Linked DNA regions of Mus musculus: all the other regions are linked to region 1. Evidence: chromatin contacts called from public promoter capture Hi-C data. All regions are on one chromosome and are shown on one strand. Each heading gives the region's core, a stretch centred on a gene start, on an enhancer-like site or on the middle of the called end of the contact. The rest is flanking DNA. Distances are from core to core; before and after follow the strand shown.

Region 1 (4,983 bases), core at 1,073-3,572:
TTTGATTCCCAGAACTGCCATGTAAAGGGTAGAAAGAACTGACTCCACACATGTACCCCCTACATACATCATTCGCGAGTGTGCACGCACACACTAATAATAAAAATTAAAAACAATGTATGCCTTGTAGAGGATTCTTGAGTTTTGTTCATTTGTGGCAAAGTTTCCTGTGTAATCCAGGCTGGCCTCTCACCTGTGATCCTCCTGCCTCAACCCCTGAGTACTGGGATGACTGACATGAACCGTCATGTCCTGTCCAGGGTTGTTTCTAATAGTGACCATTTTCTGGTATGTGCAATTCATATACACAGTGGAAAAGTCGATCAAAACAGGAATAACTGACATAAGAAAAGCCCCCTGCAGTTGAACCCCAGTACTCGCTAGACCCATTTCTAGTGGCAGTCTGCAGTACTGGAGGAACCTTGCCATTGAGGGGTTAAAGGAAGAGCCTCACAGTTTGGAGTTCTGGTTTAGGCAAGCCCAAGTGGAATGTAAGATTAGAAGCCTGGGAATGGGCTCAGAAGTTCCCTCTTCTGTCCAGGTTGGGATGGGAGCCTAGGCCAAAGCTTTCAGGGAGGCTACAGCAGAGGCAGAATGGACAGGAGAGAGTTTGGGAAAGCTCCTCCAAGCCTCTGGCTTGAGTAAGATTCTGCCAAAGGGAAAGGAAACAGTCTTCAGTTTTGTACTCAAAGAATTCCCTGGGGAGGCTGGAGATGATGGAGGAGGAGATACTTAGCGCACACTATACCCCAAGGCAAGTGCTGGGTGTGTCTCTCCAGTTCAGAGTCAGATGTTCCAGACAAGAAGCTGCCCTATGGGCAGTGACTACAGGCCAGCTCCCATGACTCACCTCTCTGGAGACTCGTAACCGGCGTGCTGATTTACCTCTGAGGCTGTTTGTGGCATGACTGTACCCTGGCTATAGGGCAGTGCCAATCGGTAGAAAGCATAACATGGCAGCTAGGTGTGTCAGTGAGATGACTACAGTCCTAGCCCTTGGGAGGCAGAGTAAAAAGATCATCAATTCAAGGCTGGTTTGGGCTACATAGTGGGAAGCCTGCCCCCAAACAAACAAAAGCAAGGTCGCATGGGCCACAGACACAGTTAAAATATTCAGCTAGCCATATTATCTGCTTTTAAATACTTGGCTTGTTGTTTTTATTTAATGTGTATGGGATGCTGCCTGCATGTATGGAAGTGTATCAGAAGTGTGCCTGGTTCCCCCTGGAAGACAGAGAGGACACTGGATCCCCTGAATTGTAGTTACCGATGTGAGCTAACATGTAGGTGTTGGGTCCTCTGTAAAAGCCATCTCTCTAGGCCCCAACCATATTCATTTATCGTGTGTGGTTGATGTACACGTGCCCTGGCTCTTGTACGGAGGTTAGAGGACAACATTTTATGAGCAGGTTCTTTCCTTCCACCGTGTGGGTTCCTGGAGATGGAACTCAAGCTGTCAGGCTTGGTAGCAGCCATTTATACCTACTGAGCCTTTTTTGTGACCGCCACTATTAGCTCTACTTTTAGAAGTAAGAAGAAACGGGGTGGGGGGGGCGATTTAATTAAGATAATGTATTTCATTTAGCCCAGTTTATCCAAAGCTATAACAACACATCAATATAAAATTACTAATAAGGTAGTTTGCATTTCTTTTTATATTAAACATTGGGGCATTTCTCAGTTTGTAGCAGCTGCATTTCAGGGTCTCAGTAGCTACAAGTGGCTGGTGGGTGTTACTACAGAGCCCAGGCTTGGAGCCCTCCCAGCTTGGGGTCCAATGCAGTATCCCAGTTCTTGGAACAAAATGAGGGGCCAGTGAATGGCATGTGAGGTTGGATAATCATGTCCTGAATGTCCTGGGACTGAGTGAAAATTAAAAACTGCATGTTAGATAGCCAGTGCAATGACTGTCACCTAGTAGCTGCCTGATGCGTTGTGGCTGCTGTTTAGTTGCCTCAAAGGCAACTGAAGGACAATTACTTCACCCTAACGGTCTGTTTGTTCCCTTTGAAGACACTCGGATTATGAAATGCGAGTCTGGATTTCAAAACTGACAGGTGTTATACAGGGTCAAATTCTGGAGCAGCAACAACAAAAAAGGCGCAACAACAAAAAAGGCGCACGCAAACCTCTAATCGGTACCCTTGTCGTGTCCTGCCCGCTCCCCTCCCCGCCGTCCACCCTCTCCCCTCCCCCAACCCCCGTCCCGTTCTCCCACCCCTCCAACCCCTGCTTGACAGCTCGAGGCTCCGCCCTACCCCACCCTGACGGACGCTGATCCAAACTACAACTCCCATGACGCGCTGGGAGCCCCACCCTACAGCTTACGTCATCTGCACGAGACACGGGACGGTTACCAGGCACGCGGGGGCTCCTTTTGGAGCGCGGAGTTCCTAGACACTGTGGTATAGGAGTGGTAAGGTTGAGGTGACAGCGTTCAGAGGCCATCGGCTCGTCCGGGCTGCAGCGGGGCGAGTGACGAGCGCAGCCCCCTCCCCTCCCGCTTCTCTCGGTGTGGCGCCGGCTAGTGACGTGTTGGGTGTGATGGCCGCCGCGAGGCCGGGAAGGTGAAGGTGAGAGGGCGAGCGCGCCGGGGTGGTGGAACCGGCAGGCCCGGGCCGGGAGAGTCCTGAGCCACCCGGCTTAGGACGCTGGGCCTCTGGGGCCTCTGGGCCTCGGGCTCAGGCTCGGGTCACACGGGCGTTTCCCCTGCTGCGGCCTCGCCGTCAAGCCCTGCTCGGCTCTGAGGAGGGGGCGGGCCACCGGACTGAAGGCTGGGAGGTGGGCTCCTCCTCGCAGCTCCCCACACCCTGATGTCTCAGCCCTGTGATCTCCATTCAAGGTCCCTGACCCATTCCCGGTTTTCATCCAGTACTTTTCTTTTTTTGCCAGCATTTTTTTTTTTTCAGCACCCGGTTCACTGTACCCCACTTACGGTGGAAGTCTTTTTACTTATATGCCTTTTCATTGCACCGTTAAGACTCTGAGGGTTGGAGCTATTCTTAATCCGTCCCTGACCCTAGCACCTAACACATTGAAAGGCCACAGTGAATACTGAAAAAGATAGCTGTTTGGAAGGAGAAAGGCAACACTACTGGCCTCCATCTCTTGTAGTACTTTTCTATCCTGTTTTCTAGCTTTGCCAATCATCTCTCCCTTCGTCAGAAAAGGACTCTTGATTGTCCCCTTTTTGTCTTAGGTAGGAAAACACAAGTGAGCTTTGGAGTCACAGCTAGTGTAGTTTGGTGTCTAGCTTGGCTGCTTGGCTCTATACATCTTCCTAGTACTGTAGAGACCAAGTTTGCTCCATAGACTTGAGAATGGAAGGAGAGACTTTACAGTAGCAGGGATACTCTGGCCTTTGTCAGGTCTATTTTTCTTCCTCTCCTCTCCACTCCCCTTCCACTTCTAGTTGGCAGTTCCCCAGTCCTGAAGGCCAGGCCTTGGCCTGATTCAGCTCCCTTCTCTCTCTGGCTGTGTCTTAGCGAGGACCTCTTTGGTGCCTTGCATTAGCACATGGCTTAATATATTAGCACACGGCTAATGTGTTTGTCTCATTGTCATTGTTATTGTCTCCTCCCCCTCCACACACACACTTCCTCACCTGCTTCCTCAACACCGCAATGAGTAAGCTTCCCTCAGGGATGAGTTAGTTTGGCTTTAACACCTGATTAAACATATTTTGCATTTTCTTTCCTGGTGGCCCAGTGACCTCTGCCTTTTTCCTTTCCAGAAGCTTGGACAGGTGGAGTCAACACCATCAGGGGCCAACCTGGACCTGAATCAGCACAGAGGAGACCTCGAGTCCTTTTCATCTTTCTGACTCCAGCCATGTCCACGATGCCCAACCTGTGAAGGTCTCTTACCAGCTAGAAAGTAAGTGAGAGCTGTGGTTTGGCCACCATGGATCTAGATGAAGAGCAAAAGGGTGTGTTCTGCTGGCTCTCGGCTGGCGAGTCTCTCGGAGTGGATCCTGGAGCACAGAGCTCGTGGCTTCCAACTTGTGTCGGAAGGAGCTGCTGTATCTCCTTTCTGCTTCCACGGGGATTTCACTGGTTGACAGTTCAAAGCATGGCCAGGATCTGTCCCTCTCCTCCTTGTTTGTTTGTCCCTGTGCTGGCTCCTTTCCGTCTCTGCTTGGCAGGGGTTGGATTCTTATCATGGCTCCAAGAGTCTGCTGTGCCCTTTACCCTCTGTACTCTTTCGTTTCAATTTCTCAGCTTCTCCTCTGTTCCAGTTGTACAACAGACGATCTCTGGACCCGTTTTGTTTTCTCTGCTAGGAGTTGCTGCATATAAACTGGGTAAGGAGGTGGTGTGGATTCAGGGAGCCACACCTGAGATCCAGGCACCTTGCACTGATTTTTGCTACTGCTGTGCAAACACCTAATACTCCTCCACTAATAGCCTGGGTCAACGCAAAGCTCCTGATGGGCTTCGAGGGCTGTACTGGGTCTTTGTTCAGGGTTGTGTTTGTTTCTGATCTTAAGTTTATAATGCTGTTATGGTGTTCCTGCAACTTCCCTAAACTGCGACCCTTAGAATTTTATCTCTTTATTTTTTGGCTTTTTCAGACAGGGTTTCTCTATATCCCTGGCTGTCTTGGAACTCACTGGGTTGAACTCAGAGATTTGATTGCTTCTGCCTCTCACGCACTGGGATTAAAGGCATGCACCGCCACTGCTGGGCTGATCCTTAGAATTTTAAAGCCTGTTAGAAGTCTCTTCTCAGTCCTTGTTCCCTCTCTTTTGAGACAGGCAGGGTCACATGAAACCCCTGCTGGCCTTGAACTCCCTGGTTAACTGAGGATGGCCTTAAGCTCTGTTTTCTTGTTTTTTGTTTTTTTTTCCAGATTTATTTTGTGTGTGCGTGCGTGCGTGCGTGTGTCACAGTGCACATGTGGAGGTCACACAACTTGTGGGAATTTGTTCTCTCTACCATGTGGTTTCAGAGAACTGGATTTAGGTTGTTGGATGTGGTAGCA
Region 2 (4,983 bases), core at 1,190-3,689, 150 kb before region 1:
TAAAGTAGAAATTTGGGTTTTTCTCTTTTCTGTACCAAAAAGTCACCTTCAGACCAGAAGTTCTTAGCTCTGACACAACAGTGAGAGGCTGAAGGCCTATCAGGAGGAGAGAGATAATCACAAATGCCAGGTGCAAGAAACAACACTGCCTAGAGGTCTGCAGATGTAACTAGGGGACTCAGCCCAAGTCCCTGGCAGGCTAGACAGTGTTCCCAAAGACAATCTGGCCTCACCAAGACTCTTGCTCAGATGCCAGAGGAACAGAATTAACTTTGGAAAGAACATAAGGCATCAAAGTGGCTTTGCCTTTGAAACAGAATTGCAAGACTAGCGTTGCTGGGTTTCAGAATCCTCGTACGGGCTCAGGGTGCTGGCACACCATGGGCCTCATGCTGTTGGGCTTGTTGATGTTACAGGCTTTGTAGACCCAGCTTATACAGTCCAGGTGGCTTCAAGCTCATGAGGCAGCCTCTCGCCCTCTTGCCTCAGCGTCGTGAAATTTCACCAGTACACTAGAACCTTTTAAAAGTATATGTACTTTCATTCTCTTCTTGTTAGTGAAGGCAGGGCTGATATGCTGATAAACTGAGGTTTCTAGAAACACGCAGACACTGAGAATGGTACCCAGGGTCCTGCTCTTTACCACAGGTTCATGCATGCCCAGGTAGCCTTCCCCTGGCAACACGTGCAGGTGGCGAGCCATTCTGTGGTGCTGTGAATCCCCTGTGTATGCTGCATTAGTTGGGAGCCCAGACCTTGGAGTCAGGCCACATGTGAGAGGCAAGGCTTCGGCAACATCTAAAGCTTAATTCAGGAGCATAATGTCAATCTCAGGGCTGGCCTGAGCTCCACCGCAGTACTGAGCCAGCCTCTGCTTAGATGTTTTCAGCCAACGGGGAGGATGGTCAGAGGGAGCTGTGCCACTACGGGTGGCTTGCCTCATCTGGGGGTCTTGGGACTCCTGAGTGTCAGGTGAAGCGCCCCATTATGCACGCAGGTGGGAGCCTGCTCTGGCAGGAGGCAGGCAGGACCCCCTTGTGGTCAGCAGGGTCAAGCCCATTGCAGTTGGTCCTTGTCCCCCTGCTCTTCCTTCAGACTCACAGCTGCTGGCCACCTGCTGTAGAGAATGTGCTGCTCAGCCTGGCACGGCCACATGGAAGAGGCACAGAGGACCACAACCTGGGCTTTGAGTCTCAGTCCTCAGGCCACACCCTTTGAAACAATGCCCCTGTCCATCTCTTCTTGAGTGTCCCAGCTACTTGAAGAATTCCCTTCTTTTCCCATTAGCGCCTTGGGCCAGCCCACAGCCTGGAGACTTGAGGGGTAGGTGGGTGGGGCTTCTGTTCTTTTAAATCAAGGCATCATCCTCTCCTGACCCAAGTCTCCTTTTCAGGTGTCACAGAGAGACCCCTCTGCCCAGCCCTCGAGTTCTGGCTGCCACTGCCTGCACGGGCCCTCCACTGGCCCCCTACAGGAATAGGTGAGCCCTGCAGCTCTGAGACTAGGGCCCTGAAGGGCCAAGGCCAGGCTCCTCAAAGGTGGACCAGCTGTGCATGGGAGGGGTGGTCAGTCCCTTCAGGCAAGGGATTTTTCAACTCTGGCAGAATGGCCGAGCCTGGGCCTCTTGTTCTTTGCTGTTGAAGAGGTTAGATGTTCTTGGCCTGCAGGGACAGGTACCTATAGTGTTGGCATAGTCAGGTTTCCCAGCAGGCCTGGAGCCTGGCAAGGGCATGGCAGCGCTGGGTAGATGTTCACTGGGTGGAGCAGCTGTCTTGGGCTCTGGTAGGGAGGCTCAGCTCCTCTGTACCAAGCAGAGGCCCTGGGAACAACTCCCCACTCATCCTATGTATCCCTTGGCTAGCTGGAGGCACTAACTACTAATTGCACCTCATGCCCAAAGCCTTAGGGATGGGCTCAGGTGTGATCACTTATTAACATTTCTTAGGTGATGGCCCCTTGTCACATCTCCTTCACCCTGGGGTGGCAGCAGAAGGGCCAGGGCTGACAGGATGGCAGAGGATCTTTTCTATCAACTCTCTCTGTAGCTCAGACAATGGCACCTGGAACAGGCGTGGAGGACATGGCAGAAAAAGGTCCTTCAGCTCCGGGTGGCTCAACAGCTACACCAGAGAGAAGAGAGCCGGGTCCTTTTCCAGGTGACTTTACCTTGGTTCACCCAGCCAGCCCTCCAAGACCAGTGCCACCTCCAGGCTGAGCCAGGGAGAGGGGAGGGTGTCCCTGCTCACCACCCTGCGCTATCCTCATTCAGTTGAATTGGCCATTGGTTACAGAGCACACAGCCTGGACATTAGAGCCCTTGACTAGGGGCCTCAAGCCCAGCCAAGTATCAGTTTCACTCACTCAGAGAACCAGTCTGTTTGTGGCAGTGGCTCCCCATGCTGGTCCTTGCAGGGCCTGCGTCCAGAACAGATGTCTTGTTTGCAGGTCACGGGGCATAGCTTCCCGGGTCACAAGTCCAGTCTATTCTGAGCCTAGATATTTGGGCAGAGACAGGGTGGGCTGGCTGCCAGGGCAAAGGAAAGGGCCTCTGGTTGAGACACACAGAACATGGCTTAGGTGTCAAGTCTGACAGGCCCAGTACAGACCCTGGAGGGAGCCTGAGACAAGCAGTACTTCCTGCCCTGCCTCCAAGCCTTTGAAAAGTGGCACCAGCGTTTGGTAGCCAAGAGCCCATGAGAAGAACTAGCAGCAGCCTGTGCTCCTGGAAACAGTTTACAGTGGCTCAGGTGTAGCAGGCATGGGGTGAGTAGGGGCCAGCAGCAGCTATGAAATATTCCTGAGAAATAAGAGAACCAAGCCCAGCCTTCCGAGGGAGGGAACAGGCCCACAGTTGGAGGGGCCAGCGCCTGGAGCTCTGGGACAATAAAAGGACCTCCTCCTCCTGGCTGCTTCTGCTCATTCTCTCCAAGGCTGCTCTCCACTGCAGTCACCCAGGCCTGGGAGACGAGGGCAGGAACCCCCTGCTCTCCCTAAGTTGCTCTACGGACCGCTTTCTCCCATTCCCTGACTCAAACAAGACCAGCAGGCTGGGAGCAGTCATCTGTGCCTGCCAGTCACTGCCCCAGGCAGCCAGGCCTGAGGGCTGACTGGGGAGGAGTGCCAGGGACAGCCCCTAGTCTAGGCCCAACAGAGAAGACGGTGCAGCTGGCAGGAGTCTGCTCAGAAGCAAGGGAGCAGGCTTCATACAGCCACGGGAAGAGCTGGGCCCTGCCCAGGTAAATCTCGCTAAGAGGACAGAAAACAAGGCCAAGAGCAAGCCTCCATTGAGGACAGAACGCTTTTAACCCTGAAGGGGCACTTTCTTCCCAGCCACAGAACAGACACAACCAACCTTCTGCAGAGGCAGAACTCCTGCACTCTTTGGCCTAAGATGGCAAGAAAGGCTTGTGTTACCAGCCAGGCCTCTCTTGGGGACCTGGTGTGTAGTCCGCTGAGCAGGGAGGAGGTTTCTGTACCCTCATTTGCACATCTCTTCCTACCTCCTTCAGTATTTCACAGTGCCTACTGTCTGTCTCACACAGACCCCAGGTCAAAGTTCACCTCCTAGAGGCTGCCTTGGTGCAGTGGCTGGGCAATCTCTGGTCTCCTCCCCCTGAGGATGGAGGCGCTTGCCACAGCAAGAACACGGGCTCTGGGCTTGAGCAGAGAGCATCAGCCTCCTCGACGGGGCATCTTAGGTCCAGCCAGAGCCGGGACGCTTCCTGCTAGTCTAGCTGCCATTATCCTGTGTAGAGAGATGAGGGAGAGGGGCTCCAGGTGAGGAAGATACCGGGATGCAGGCTCACGGAGCCTGTGTCTCTCTCTCCGTGGTGTGCCTGTTGAGGGATGCAGGCTCACAGAGCCTGTGTCTCTCTCTCCATGGTGTGCCTGTTGAGAGATGCAGGCTCATGGAGCCTGTGTCTCTCTCTCCGTGGGATGCCTGTTGAGCAGCTCAAACGTGTCCTCCACCACCTGCCACAGGCAGCTGTCCAGCGGGAACTCGTTGTCCACCAGGTTGACCAGGAAATAGTTGTCATGGATGTATTGGATGATCATGCGGGATGGCGACTCCTCCTCGTATAGCTTGCCCCACTGCTCGATCCACAGGGCAAAGGCCTCATCCTACGTGTGGACAGAGACACACGAGCAGGGTCAGCACGGCTGGTACCTCCAGGTCTGGGCCCCTGCTGTCTCCCTGCAGGCCACCCAGGTAACAGCAAGACAGAGCCACTCCAAGCTAGCCCAGAAATAAACACCATGTGCTAACATACGGCCTTCAGGGCCAAGTCTACCCTGCCTGGGGTATGGTTTTCGGCTACGTGTTTGGGACTATTGTCTGGCCAGGGCTCTCACGGTAGCCAGGGTCCTCCACTCCCTCCCACTCCCTTACCTTCCAGAACATGAAGCTGATGGGGTCCACCACAGTAGGCTGGATGATCTCTCGACCCGGGAAGATGCCCCACGTCACGGCATTGGGCTGCAGCTCAGGGGCATTAGTGATGTTCTCTCCCTGAGAACAGAGGCAGGGCTGAGGAGGGTGACCGAAACCTCCCACTGCTCATAAGCCCTCCTGGTCTGCCAAAACCCATCACCCTCTGCTTAAATCAGAGCCTAGAGGCATCCTGACTGAACTTCTATTCTGCCTTGCACTCACACACACACACACACACACACACACACACACACACACACACACACATACACACACACACACACACACACAAGGACTTGCTTATAACCCAGGCTGGCCTTGAACTCAGATCGTCCAGCAATTGGCTGACCTAGTGCTGGGGTTATTAGGCTTTTCTGCGGCTTCTTATCTAGACCTACAGTAGCAGCCCGGCTTTCTACCTGGGCCACAAGGGTCCCCATGCGGTCCCGTGGTCCTTGCCACTCTCCTAGTTGCCTGCTGTGATCTTTGTAAAAAGAAATAGAGGCGCTGGGCAGTGGTGGTGCACATCATTAGTCCCAGAGGCAGGTGGA
Region 3 (4,983 bases), core at 1,446-3,945, 130 kb before region 1:
CTCCGGTGGCAGTCACTGCTTCATCAGTCAGCACGGGTGAGAGTCTTGCAGCTCCTACCCAGAGGCTCCAAGAGCTTTGCCCTCCCCCCCACGCCCCTGCTGTCGTCTGCCTCTTTGTATGACCACCTCCCACTGAGCGGCTCTTGGGTCCTTCAGCTCACAGATCGGATCGTAGGCGACAGCTACCTGATAGAGGGTGGCACAGAAAGCCTCACGCAGCCAGCCTCTGAGGCCCACATCCCCAGGGATGGATAACAGTGCCCAGCTGGGAGGACCTTGGCTTTTTGATGGTTCATCCCGATCTGCTCAGACCCAGAGTGAGTGGGGAAGGAACCTTTCCTGGAGGGTGTGCCCAACTGGGCGGAGCTGTGACAAAGAGCCCCGAGCTGAAGCTGGGGCCACGCAAAGGGGCGGGAGTAAGGTTTCCCGGCTGGAGAAGGCTCAGGCGCAAGTCAAAGGAGGAAGATGAGTGGGGGAGGGGAGGAGTGGGCAGGCAGGGGTTAGAGATTAGCTATTAGCCATTCAGGATCACTAGATTTCCCCCACCAAAGAAAGAACAGCTCACTGTGGCTGGCTTCGCCTGGAACGTGTTATATAGGCTTTCTGCAGCATGGCCAAGCAGCCAGATCTCCTGAGATCACACTACTTCAAAAAGACTGTTGTGTTGTGAGCTAGAACTTGCCACGGGCTGGGCTGCAGAGGCAGGTGGACTGAAGTCACCGAGGGTAGGGATGGATTTATGTCCAACTCTGAACAAAGGTTGTTCCATCTGTGCCTGCCCTGGTAGCAGCTCTCCCTAAACACGCCAATTAAGTCAAAAGGATCAGTGACCACAGTCTACCACATACGCCCTTCCAACAGGGCACAGGGCCATACTGCAGTCTAGTCTGGAAAAGAAGCAAACACTACCACTGCACAGCAGTGGGCCAGCACAGTAGTGGCTATCTGTGTGGTGACGTGGAGCAACAGAGAAACCAGGTCAGGTTTGTTTCTTTCCAGAAACTTCCACCTCTTAAGTCAGTGTACCATTTTGGGTCTCAGCTTCAAGAATCGGAAGAAATCCATTGCTCTTTCCCCTCCTGGACTCCAGACTTAGTGCCAGTGTTACTCCCAATCTATCTGTCCCACTTCTGTTCTGACCTAAAACTGCCAGGTTCTCATGGAGAGTGAGAAAGGCCTTCAAAGGCCTTCCTCCTCCACCCAAGGGAAATGCCTCGTTTTCACTGCTGGAACAAAACCGGAGGAGCTGACTCAGGCACAGCAAACCGCTCCAAGGTTTAAGCATTTTTGTTTTTTTTTCTGGTTTTTCGAGACAGGGTTTTTCTGTAGAGCCCTGGATGTCTTGGAACTCACTTTGTAGACCAGGCTGGCCTCAAACTCAGAAATCCGCCTGCCTCTGCCTCCTGAGTGTTGGGATTAAAGGCGTGCGCCATCACACCCGGCTCGGTTTAAGCATTTCTAACAGTTCCCACCCCCTATCCATTATTAGTTGAGCTCCCAAATCACACAAGGATGAGCCTGTGAACCGACAAATTTGTTTACCCTTCTACTGTCCAGTCCCCTGCCTGTGACTGGACCAGAAAGACCAGTCTCAGGCGTGGCATCGCCAGTGCCTGGCAGAGTAGTAAAACAGGCAGTACTCACTGGGCTCAAAACTGCCAAGACCTCCACACCAATCTCAAAATGCCTCGCTGCCACCTACTGATCATTTAAATAAGACTGACAAACACTGAGCCCACCACTCCCGGAAGAGTTGTGATAGATGCATGTGAACTGCAGGATGCTATGGACACCTGGGCGTTGAAACTAATGGTCGGTCCACTCTTCCTTTCCAGATGCTGTCAGGGAGATGGGTTTAAGAGACTATGGCAACCAGGCATGACAACGCACATATTTAATCTCAGCTCGCAGGAGGCAATGGATCTCGGAGTTCGAGGCCTGATCTACAGAGAGTTTCAGAACAGCTAGGGCTACACAGAGAATCTGTCGCGAAAACCAAACCAAACCAAACAAAATCCCAGAGAGCGAGCGAGAGAGCTAGACAGACAGACACTATGGCAGGCAGCCACCATGGCCTGAGGGATGGTAATCGGGTCACCTGGTCAATGGGTCACAGGCCGTGGCGGGGATGCGGGTCCCAGAAGGCTGCAGGGTCTGGATCACTGCCCCAGATCCAGGATTCCTTTAACTTTGAGATACCTTCCTGCAGGTAGTGGGGCTGGGGTGACAGCCTCCATGAGTATTCATAGGCCCTAAGGAGCCTTCACGTGCAAAGGGCCGGCCAGCACCTAACCGCCTGCCCACAGGTCTAGCTTGCGGTGGTGTGTTCCCGACTCTGCGAATCTATCCGCAGCGTCCCAAGCCTTTTGCGTTACCTCTTGCGTCAGATCGGTGGCGGCGAGGGTGCCACCTCCCTAGGGCTGGCGAAGAAGGCGGGGCGGAGCTGTCGGTTGCTAAGGGAAACAGGACGAGCGGCAGGCGGAAGCCACATCTACGAGACGAGACGACGGCCGGAAGTCCCGCCCCAACATGGCCGCGCCCAGAGGTCTCAGGGGAAGCCAGCCAAGTACTGCGTCATGTGACGCGAGCCCTCGCCCCACCCGTCTGCAGCCACTCCCTGTCTCCGGACCCAGAGCTCGAGAGGGCCACGTGACCCTCCCGGGGCCAGTCACGTGAGGCGCGGATCCTGGGTGGGAGGGGGGTTGGCCTAGGTGGTCCGGAGCGGCAGCAAAGGAGGAAGATGGCGGGGTGCAGGGGGTCCGTGTGCTGCTGCTGCCGGTGGTGTTGCTGCTGCGGTGAACGGGAGAGCCGCACCCCCGAGGAGCTGGTGAGCGGCTGCCTGGCTGGGGAAGGGGTGGCTACGGAGGGATGACAGGATGACAAGAGGCGTTGCCGGGGGTGGGGCCGCGCCGGACCGCGCCTGCAGGTGGCAGCGGGTGGGGCCCGGAGACCGCTGCCTGGGCTCGGGAAGCATCCAGCTTACCTCCGCGTGCCCCAGCCAGAGTTCTGTTCTATAACCTCTCTCTGGACTCCGAGGGAGGGCCTCGGCCAGCTTGAATTAATGCCGTCCATATTCTCTTTGAGTTTTGAACGAAGCAAGCATTGTAGAATGAGCCCTTGCGCGGGACGTGACGCCCATGCCGTTGGTGTAGTTTCTCTGGCCTGTTCTTATTCTCTACCCTTCACTCTTTCTGGGTCACTGGTGATCCAGCTTCCCCGTGCAAAGCAAGCTGGGAAAACTTGAGTTGTGTTCTCAGAATTGATTCATTCCCCCCGATTCCGTAGTCAGTCTATTGTCAAATGAAACACGAATTTTCTCCTCCAACGAAGCTGCCATCAGACATCTTTCAGGTGTCCTGAAGGTGAGCATTACGATTTAAAGAATTCGCCGATCAATAGAAATGTAGAGCTCATGGTTTTGAAACATTGTTCCTCTTTGAAGATGGCTCTAGCTAATTTCGATTTTAATAATACTACCCTCCTTGTACCCTTAACCCATTAAAAGATCTCCATTCTGTGAATCTGTTTTTCTAGACCATCCTTGGGGAGACACAGGAAGAAGAGGATGAGATTCTTCCAAGGAAAGACTATGAGGTGAGGTGTTCCAGATGCTGTCCTGGGTAACTGGTGTAGTGAGAGGACTGAGTGCTTCAGGCCTCCAACCAGAGATGCTCTTTGACCCTCTGCCTCAGGGAATGGGGGAGATGACTGCCTAGCAAGTCCTTAACCTGGTCCCACAGTCTGGTGGTGATGCATTCCAGTTCTGCCTGGATATAGAGCGTGTTTGCCATTAAACCTTCCAGGGACCCAGGGTCGAAGCTCTTCCCTGTGAGTGCTCAAAACAGTCTCTCTCGTGAGCTGTGAGGAGACCTTGCCTCTCTCTCTTCTGCCCTATTCTGGATTATAGTTTCCAGTTTCAGATATGAAACTTTGAAGAGTGTGGGGCCACATGTTGTGGTTCCTTTTAGTTTGCCACTGGACTTGGGAGGCTGAGATGGGAAGAGCTCTTCTGGAGACTCACAAAGGCTGCTCCATCAATCCTATCCCAACCTCTTATTTTTTGAAAAAGATTTATTTATTTAATTAATGTATATGAGTATACTGTAGCTGTCTTCGGACACGGATTCCTATTACAGATGGTCATAAGCCACCATGTGGTTGCTGGGAGTTGAACTCAGGACCTCTGCAAGAGCAGTCAGTGCTCTTAACTGCTGAGCCATCTCTCCAGCCTCCCTATCCAACATTTTTGTTTCCCTATCCAACCTTTTGAGTAACTCTGTCACACCCATTTGTAGCTCGCTTGCCTTAGGCTGATAGAATGTTCATGTGAATTTTTTTTTTTTTTTAGATTTATTTATTTATTATATGTAAGTACACTGTAGCTGTCTTCAGACACTCCAGAAGAGGGCATCAGATTTCGTTACAGATGGTTGTGAGCCACCATGTGGTTGCTGGGATTTGAACTAGGGACCTTCAGAAGAGCAGTCGGCGCTCTTAACCACTGAGCCATCTCGACAGCCCCTCATGTGAATTTTTTTATGGATTAGTGATTTTACACTCAAATCTTTAATGTTTCCCATTTAGCCATCTCCACATACAAGTTTGTGGGAAGCTGTTTGTTTTATGCTGTTTTGTTTATTTATTTATTTTTTCTTTTTGAGACAGGGTTTCTCTGTGTATCCCTGGCTGTTCTGGAATTCACTCTGTAGACCAGGCTGGCCTCAAACTCAGAAATCCACCTGCCTCTGCCTCCCAAGAGCTAGGATTAAAAGTGTGTGCCACCACGCCCCAACTGTTTTATGTTCATAAGAGCAAATTCATTCAGACACTAATCAGGGAAGTCTGCTCAGCGTACATCTAAGGGCCAGCCCTCTGAGCAGCTTTTTGTATTTATTTGGGATGGGGGGGAGGGGGATGACATTTTTCTTTTTTAATTTTAAAACTTATTGTTAGGGGCTGGAAAGATGGCTCAGTTGTTAAAAG

Evidence for each region. Promoter capture Hi-C pulls out the DNA fragments that hold promoters and counts their contacts. Capture Hi-C pulls out chosen DNA fragments and counts their contacts.
Region 2: a contact with region 1 is called in a promoter capture Hi-C map of liver. The contact joins the enhancer-like site here to the promoter of Mfn2 in region 1. A contact is called at or near these places in 7 of 39 promoter capture datasets (the C10 cell line, the HPC-7 cell line, cranial neural crest and 4 more), 1 of 15 datasets of contacts at CTCF or cohesin (pro-B cells), 1 of 484 Hi-C or Micro-C datasets (embryonic stem cells), 5 of 115 datasets of contacts at active chromatin or transcription factors (the 230-238 cell line, bone marrow-derived macrophages and embryonic stem cells) and 3 of 9 other capture datasets (adipose tissue, liver and pancreatic islet).
Region 3: a promoter capture Hi-C map of pancreatic islet shows a contact between it and region 1. The contact joins the promoter of Clcn6 here to the promoter of Mfn2 in region 1. A contact is called at or near these places in 11 of 39 promoter capture datasets (the HPC-7 cell line, cranial neural crest, erythroid cells and 7 more), 19 of 484 Hi-C or Micro-C datasets (CD4 T cells, CD8 T cells, Sertoli cells and 12 more), 18 of 115 datasets of contacts at active chromatin or transcription factors (the 230-238 cell line, CD8 T cells, the NIH/3T3 cell line and 11 more) and 3 of 9 other capture datasets (adipose tissue, liver and pancreatic islet).

What each region holds. Positions count from the first base shown.
Region 1 is chr4:147,902,248-147,907,230 of GRCm38.p6, reverse strand. Mfn2 (mitofusin 2) reads left to right here and starts at 2,322. Exons shown (of 19, transcript NM_133201.3): 1 at 2,322-2,573; 2 at 3,734-3,876.
Region 2 is chr4:148,054,512-148,059,494 of GRCm38.p6, reverse strand. It overlaps Mthfr (methylenetetrahydrofolate reductase), which reads right to left. Exons shown (of 12, transcript NM_010840.3): 11 at 4,391-4,510; 12 at 1-4,122. The coding sequence ends at 3,907. It overlaps Gm13201 (a long non-coding RNA gene), which reads left to right. Exons shown (of 10, transcript XR_004691353.1): 10 at 1,394-1,502. Among named protein-coding and RNA genes, the nearest start is that of Mthfr, 18 kb to the right of the region's middle. Within about 2 kb of position 2,439, at least 17 of the 459 cell types and tissues checked have an H3K27ac peak or open chromatin away from gene starts, as enhancers often do. A contact at or near this core is called in adipose tissue and liver, where this site is marked.
Region 3 is chr4:148,036,525-148,041,507 of GRCm38.p6, reverse strand. It overlaps Clcn6 (chloride channel, voltage-sensitive 6), which reads left to right and starts at 2,695. Exons shown (of 23, transcript NM_011929.3): 1 at 2,695-2,827; 2 at 3,535-3,594. The coding sequence starts at 2,741. It overlaps Mthfr (methylenetetrahydrofolate reductase), which reads right to left and starts at 2,431. Exons shown (of 12, transcript NM_010840.3): 1 at 2,376-2,431. RefSeq lists promoters at 297-570, 297-2,090, 2,343-2,532, 2,343-2,981.